2 separate regions of the Mus musculus genome follow, and region 2 is linked to region 1. A link is a contact called in public HiChIP or PLAC-seq data. All regions are on one chromosome and are shown on one strand. Each heading gives the region's core, a stretch centred on a gene start, on an enhancer-like site or on the middle of the called end of the contact. The rest is flanking DNA. Distances are from core to core; before and after follow the strand shown. Region 1 holds the start of Ptpn11 (protein tyrosine phosphatase, non-receptor type 11). Region 2 overlaps Hectd4 (HECT domain E3 ubiquitin protein ligase 4).

Region 1 (3,563 bases), core at 280-2,779:
GACAGGGTTTCTCTGTATAGCCCTGACTGTCCTGGAACTCACTCTGTAGACCAGGCTGGCCTCGAACTCAGAGATCCACTTGCTTCTGCCTCCCAAGTGCTGGGATTAAAGGCATGCACTACCACTGCCTGACTTTTGGGCAGCTAACTCTCTTATCTGCTGATCCATCTATGTAGCTTCTAGTTCATCAGTTTCATAACTTTACACTTCATTAAGATGGAGCTGTTCAAGAAAGCCACATTCATCTAACAAAGTCCCCCTCCCCAACCCCCGTAGCAGCGTACTGGTACTAACAATTTGGACATTTGGAAGGAGAAGTTATGAAGTGTTTCTTTGAAGTGAAAAGGTCAGATTTCTTAATTTAGAAAAAGGATCACTTGTTAGGATTGCTAATCCCGGTATGGGTGAAACTGCAAAAAACATTTGTGTTAATTTTAGTTCAAGTTGTAAAAGTATGGCCGTGGTACATAGGTTGTCTCTTTTCTCATAAACAAACAAAACAAAAAATATTCAACGGGAGAGGCTGGTGAGATGGCTCAGCAGTTAAGAATACTGAGTGCTTTTTCAGAGGTCTTAAGTTTTGTTTCCAGCACCCACATGACAGCTTACAACTGCCTGTAACTCCAGTTCCAGGAACTGTTGTTCTTTTCAGATCTTGGGCTCTAGGCACTCATGCAGTTACACACATACTTACATGCAAGGCAACCACTAATACACTAAACATTAAAAAATACAAAGTAATATATATATATATACATATATATTTCTAGCCGGGCGTGGTGGCGCATGCCTTTAATCCTAGCACTCGGGAGGCAGAGGCAGGCAGATTTCTGAGTTTGAGGCCAGCCTGGTCTACAGAGTGAGTTCCAGGACAGCCAGGGCTACACAGAGAAACCGTCTCATAAAACCAAAAAAAAAAAAAAAAAAAGTAATATATATTTCTTTTTGACAGGGTCTCCCTACTTAGATGTCCTGGAACTCACTATACAGACCAGGCTGGCCTCGATTTCACAGTGATCCACTTGCTATTGCCTACCTAGTGCTGGAATTAAAGGCGTACGCCACCTTGCCGGGCAAAAGGAGTAAATCATAAAACATTATGTGTATGGATATGTGCCCGTGAGTGCAGTGCCCGAGGAGCCACAAGAAGAGAACGGCGGATCCGGTAGAACCAAATTTACAGAAGGTTGTGGGCTGCCCCATACAGGTAGGTGTTGGGAATCGAACTCGTGTTCCCCCTCCCTTATTTGTTTGCTTCTTTTCCCGTGTGCAGCCGCCCTGGATGCATATTGTGTATTGTGTCCTCGCACCTATGTGCGACGTCCCCGTTTAGAAGAATCGTCCAGGCGTTCACGGGTGTAGCCGCACCGATTCAGAGGAGGAATCCCACACCAAACTCCCTAGCACTGCTCAGGGCCCCGCAAACCGGAAGCAGATAGTGGCCGTGGCGGCGGCGCGCGATGACGTCACGCAGGCGCCGGCGGCCAGGGGCGGGGGCGCGGGCGAGGGCGGAGCGAGCCGGGCGGCGGGGCGGCCGCGCAGTGTCCGGGATCCAGGCCTGGCAGGGGGTTGTGCGCGCGCGGCCGGCCGGCTCTGCCCGCACCCGTGTCGGCTCCGGAGCGGGGCCTCGCTCGGGCCCCCTCCATGTGACGGTACCCCGCGGAGCCTGAGCGAGCAGCGGGTCCGTGCGGAGCCGGAGACGGGAGGAACATGACATCGCGGAGGTGAGCCGCCCGCAGGGGCCGGGCCGCGGCCTGGGTCCCCGCTGCCTCTGGACTGCGCGGGCCGCCGGGGGTCACACCGGGGACTCCCCGTCGGCTTGGCTTCCCCGCCGCCCCGCCCGCGGGTCCCCATTCATTTCCTGCCGCCCCGAGTTCCTGCTCCCGCGGCCCGGGATGCCCGTGGGGACACCCGCGGCCCCGGCCGGCCGCCGCATTCCTGACCCATTGCCTCATGAGCGTCGCCTCCTGGGGATTCCGAAATAACCCCGCGCGCTCGGGGAGGCGCCCGGGCCACCGCGGGGCCTTCACACAGGACCCTTTCAGGTGCCCCCTTTTTGCGTCTTCGCCCTCGCCCCCAAGTGCCAGAAGTGGGAAAACTGAAGCTCTCTGCAGCGGCTGGGAGTGTTCCCTCCCCACTGTGATCTTTGCTTTGAAAGGTGGGAGGAAAGGGAACCGTATCTGGCCGTGGGATTGTCCCCTCTGTTTGACGAATGTGGAAACTGAGGCTCGGGAATAACGTGCTCGTCACAGGACAGGATTTGAAGCTTAGATTGGAGGCGAATGAGTGAGTTTCCACTTCAGGGTAACGAGACTCCATTAGTGACATTGACTTTGCTCTTACTAGAAGCCAGCTTAACGCGTACCGCAGTGGTACGAGGTGGGTGGTGGAATCCCTTTCCTAAACATGACCAAATTGAGTTTTCAGGATGAAGTACATTGTGGCATGTTACCTGGTAAGAGGTGCAAGTCTCTCACTGTGTTGCCCAGGTTAGCATCCAGTGTACATTTCCCCTTTATCTCAACCCCTTTAGCGCTGGGGTTACAGGCCGGATCACACTATAAGGACTTGTTTAGTTTTAAAATCAGCTTTAAGCCCGACGTGGTGGCGCACGCCTTTAATCCCAGCACTTGGGAGGCAGAGGCAGGCAGATTTCTGAGTTCGAGGCCAGCCTGGTCTACAAAGCGAGTTCCAGGACAGCCAGGGCTACATAGAGAAACCCTGTCTCGAAAAACAAAAACAAAAAACAAAACAAAACAAAACAAAAAAACCAACATTTTTATTGAGATAAGTTGCACCTGATTCGGCGGACAGTTTGATTAAACCTTGACTTATGCGTATACTTGAGACCATTACAGCAGTCAAGATAATGAACATATCCACGACTCCTGGTGAGGTTTCCCTCAGCTTGGTCTTACCAGTCCTCTGCTTTCCCTCCGACCACGGTTCTGTTGCTACCTTTCTTAGGATTTTAGATTAATGGCATTACACAAATATGAGCTGTTTTTTTTTTTTGTTTTTTGTTTTTTTTTTTTTTTTTGTTTGTTTGTTTTTTTTTGCGTTGGGGGCGGGGAGAGTCCTGATTTTTATTATTGAAAGTTTTTTTTAAAGATTTATTTATTTATTTATTTATTATATGTAAGTACACTGTAGCTGTCTTCAGACACTCCAGAAGAGGGAGTCAGATCTCATTATGGATGGTTGTGAGCCACCATGTGGTTGCTGGGATTTGAACTCCGGACTGTCGGAAGAGCAGTCGGGTGCTCCTACCCACTGAGCCATCTCATCAGCTCATTTTTTTTTTTTAAACATGTATTTCTTCATTGTGTGTGGGCCCATGTCATGGTAGGCATTTGTAGGTCGGAAGACAACATGTAGACATTGGCTCTCTCTCTCTACCATTCAGGTTCCAGGGATTTAACTCAGGCTGTCAGACTAGGTACCACGTGCTGCCACACCCCGGCTTAGCGGACTTGTTCCGGATTGTCTGAGAGTTCATTGCTCGCTGCTGCTGTTTGAACAGCATGCCATTGTAGGGCTGCTTATTCTTCTGAGGACCTTTG
Region 2 (3,563 bases), core at 271-2,770, 140 kb before region 1:
CTAGATCCTCACTCTAAGGATTTATTACTTTGTGATTACACCCACATGTTCTTGTGATTATCTGACTAATGTCTAGTTGCTCCAATTGATTACAGCGTGACAGAGACAGACAGCATCAATGCCTTGTACTCTGCCTAAGTTCAACATGTTGCTCACACACAGATGCTGGGTAAACATCTGTTGAGTGAATGAAAGCATGGGACATGGAGAGAAATGCCTTCTCCTGAGACAGGAAGCCCAGAGAAGCAGCTTTCTCTGCTTTGAACCTGTGTCCTGCTGCTGACTCCTGCTGAGTTCATGAGGATGGGCATCTGGCTATGGACTGTGGAGTGCATGAAGATGAGGGGCTGCAGCATGTCACCAGTAACAATGCCGGACAGAGCAGCAGGCTTCCCTAGGTGCTCCTTCAAAGTCAACAGCAGCCTGTGTGTATGTGTGTGTGTGTGTGTGTGTGTGTGTGAGAGAGAGAGAGAGAGAGAGAGAGAGAGAGAGAGACAGATGTTGGGAGCCGCCCCCACATTCGCCGTCACAAGATGGCGCTGACATCCTGTGTTCTAAGTGGTAAACAAATAATCTGCGCATGTGCCAAGGGTATTTTTCCACTACATGTACTCTGCCTTTCCCGTGACGTCAACTCGGCCATGGGCTGCAGCCAATCAGGGAGTGATGCGTCCTAGGCGAAGGATAATTCTCCTTAAAGGGGACGGGGTTTCCGCCATTCTCTCTCTTGCTCTGCGCTCTGGCGCTCTGACGCTCTGGCTCCTAAAGATGTAAGCGGGGGGGGGGGGGGGGGGCTTTCGTTTTTGGGGCTTGGGGCTTGCGCTCCTGGCTCCTGAAGATGTAAGCAATAAAGTTTTGCCACAGAAGATTCTGGTTTGTTGTGTTCTTCCTGGCCGGTCGTGAGAACGCGTTTAAGAGACAGAGACAGACAGACAGACAGACAGACAGACAGACTGTGTGTATATGTTTGTATATATGTATGTATGTATGTATGTATGTATGTATGTTTGTATGTGAGCATATGAGTGTAGGTGTGTGTGTGACTGCGTGTGTGACTGTGTTTGTGTTGGGTGCTGGGGAAGAGGAGTGCTGAACTTGTGAGTCTTCCCCAGAGAACCCTCTGAGGATCTGCCATTCTCTGTGACTACAAGCTATTTTCAGACATTTCAGCAGTGCTCCCTTCCTCGTTAAGGAAGGATGGCTCAGGGGAGCTGAGCGCAAGTCCACACCAAGCTCTGGACACAGCTCAGAAGATGCAAGCCTGCAGGGTCCACCAGGAAGGAAGCACACTCACCCTGGCTGCCTGTGCCCGTCACTGTGCAGGAATAGTTATACCAAAGCCCTTTCTTTCCCTTTCTGGTCAGGATTTATTTCTGAAAACAATTTGTTCTTCTCTCCTATCAATGTGACTTGCCTTTTTCTGAATGTGAACCACAGGCCACATGCCACCAGAGACATCTTCTAGGTATGGTGTGAGGCGCTGCCCGCAGTATGTGAAGTACACCCGACCTTTGGCTGGCTGCCCTGGAGGAGGTGGAGTCCCCTCGGTCCTCTCCCAGCCGATTCCTGCCACATCGCCTACAGCAGAAAGCAGGATACAGTTTACTATTTCCCAGTTTACTATCAGGTGACCTTCTAATATGCAATTATGCGATGAGAGCCAAAAGCAGCCCCATCTGTCCCCTGAGTTACAAGATAGAGGCTCTAAGGGAATGGCTTCAGAATATGAGAGCTGTGGTATAAAACTCAGACGACAAGGGCAAGTGTTTACTTTTTACTCAATGACAGATGACCCATTTCCAATTGCTAAGTTTATTTAACTTTAAACCATTTAGGTCCAAGGCTGGCACCCACAGAAGCATGCAGGGTAAGAAGGCCCCACCGCACTGACCAGGAGAGAGTGTGACATCTAAGCGGACGCTCTTCCACTGCAGTAGACTGGAGCCATTGTAGTGTACAGCTCGGCCATTGCTGAAAGGAGAACAAGAAAGTCAAGGCTGAGACTCGTGGAGGGAAGGAGGGAGAGAAGGCAGGGGCCAGCAAGGAAGGAACCCCCGCAGTCAAGAGCAATGCTTTCCCAAACATTCCAACTAGCAAGGTCCACACTTGGCTTGAGGCTACTCTGCTGTTGCTTGAGGATAACAGCTCAACAGACACCAGTCTGCAGAGCAGCAGCATGGTATGTGAATTCAGAACGGAATGGAAAGAAGAAAGACGCACTCCTGCTGCAGGGCTACAAGGAAGGAACCATGGGGAGGAACACAAGCACCAGAGAGAAAAATATCACTTTCTCTCCACATTTCCTCAGTCACACAGCCCCACTTTGGTTCCCTGAATACCCATAACACCTATGGGAAGTCACTCTCCCTGGAATCCTGATCCATGAAAGGGTATCACTATGCAGCCCTGGCTAGCCTGGAACTTACTAACAGACCAGGTGGCCCTCAAACTCACAACGATTGGCCACCTCCTGAATGCTGGGATAAAGGCGAGCCCACCCATGCTGGGCAGCACTTTTCCTTACTTGTGGAAGAGGCAAGTGCCCACTGGATTGGTCCATGCCCCATCTCGCTTCTCAGCTTCTGTAGCGAAGCCAAATGAGACGATTGGTCCAGTGTCATCATCAGTGTCTCCATAGGAAACAATCTCAATTTCCCAGTAGAAAGATGGGGCCTGAAGAGACGGCAGCAGAGGGTGATGTCAGAGGGAACTGGTGGCCAGGCCTAGCACCTGCCGCGTCTTTCCGGTCAGAGGTGTGAGAAAAGGCAGGTCGACAGGAACCTTCTCACCTGAACAGGCAAGGGCGAGGTGGCATAGATGAATGTGCCCCGGGGAAGACCTCCTCCAGCGCTGGGGTCAGCCAGGAAGGTCACAGAGGTGAGGTGAGATGAGAACATGCAGGCACGAACTGGAGGGAACACTCGAGAAGGGCTCCAGGTGATCTCTTTGGGCTGCAATTGGGGACAAAAGGGAGGATTCCACTCAACAAAGCAGATAAATCTCATTAGTCTCTCAGAGAAGAAAATAATTTCTATCTGATATGATCAAAATTTGGGTTCTCTTTTCTCTTTTGCATTTTTGTTATAATGCTGGGAATGGACTCCAAAGTCTTACACCTGCTACTCATGGGGTCTCATTCAATGACACCCTCCCTGTGCATCACCATCATACATTATGCAAGTCTGTCTTCTGGCTCAGGGGCGAGAGCACTGGGAGCTTTCTGGTCTCAGACACTGCATGCACATGGCAGGAGAGACACCAGACACAAAAAGTAAAAATAAATCTTAAGAGAAGCTTTATGTTTTTGGTTTTGGTTTTTCGAGACAGGGTTTCTCTGTGTAGCTCTGGCTATCCTGGAACTCACTCTGCAGACTAGGCTGGCCTCGAATTCACAGAGATCATCCTGCCTCTGCCTTCTGCATGCTCAGGATTAAAGGCATGCGCCACCACACTTAGCATGAACACTTTATGGTTTTGTTTTGTTTTCTAAAGTCTCAATGAGAACTTGTTTTTGATTTTGTTTTTATTTTTAAAAAGAAAAAAGAAAGAAGGAAGGGAAGGGA

The links. HiChIP or PLAC-seq counts read pairs in DNA pulled down with a chosen protein or histone mark.
Region 2: an H3K4me3 HiChIP or PLAC-seq map of bone marrow-derived macrophages shows a contact between it and region 1, with 2.7 times the contacts expected there. The contact joins the enhancer-like site here to the promoter of Ptpn11 in region 1. A contact is called at or near these places in 1 of 39 promoter capture datasets (fetal liver), 4 of 115 datasets of contacts at active chromatin or transcription factors (the SCID.adh cell line, bone marrow-derived macrophages, effector CD8 T cells and 1 more) and 3 of 9 other capture datasets (adipose tissue, liver and pancreatic islet).

The regions. Positions count from the first base shown.
Region 1 is chr5:121,189,363-121,192,925 of GRCm38.p6, reverse strand. It overlaps Ptpn11 (protein tyrosine phosphatase, non-receptor type 11), which reads left to right and starts at 1,529. Exons shown (of 16, transcript NM_001109992.1): 1 at 1,529-1,724. The coding sequence starts at 1,711.
Region 2 is chr5:121,327,473-121,331,035 of GRCm38.p6, reverse strand. It overlaps Hectd4 (HECT domain E3 ubiquitin protein ligase 4), which reads right to left. Exons shown (of 76, transcript NM_181421.4): 46 at 2,790-2,951; 47 at 2,525-2,673; 48 at 1,892-1,971; 49 at 1,415-1,578. Among named protein-coding and RNA genes, the nearest start is that of Gm24671, 28 kb to the left of the region's middle. Within about 2 kb of position 1,520, at least 84 of the 459 cell types and tissues checked have an H3K27ac peak or open chromatin away from gene starts, as enhancers often do. A contact at or near this core is called in bone marrow-derived macrophages, embryonic stem cells and pancreatic islet, where this site is marked.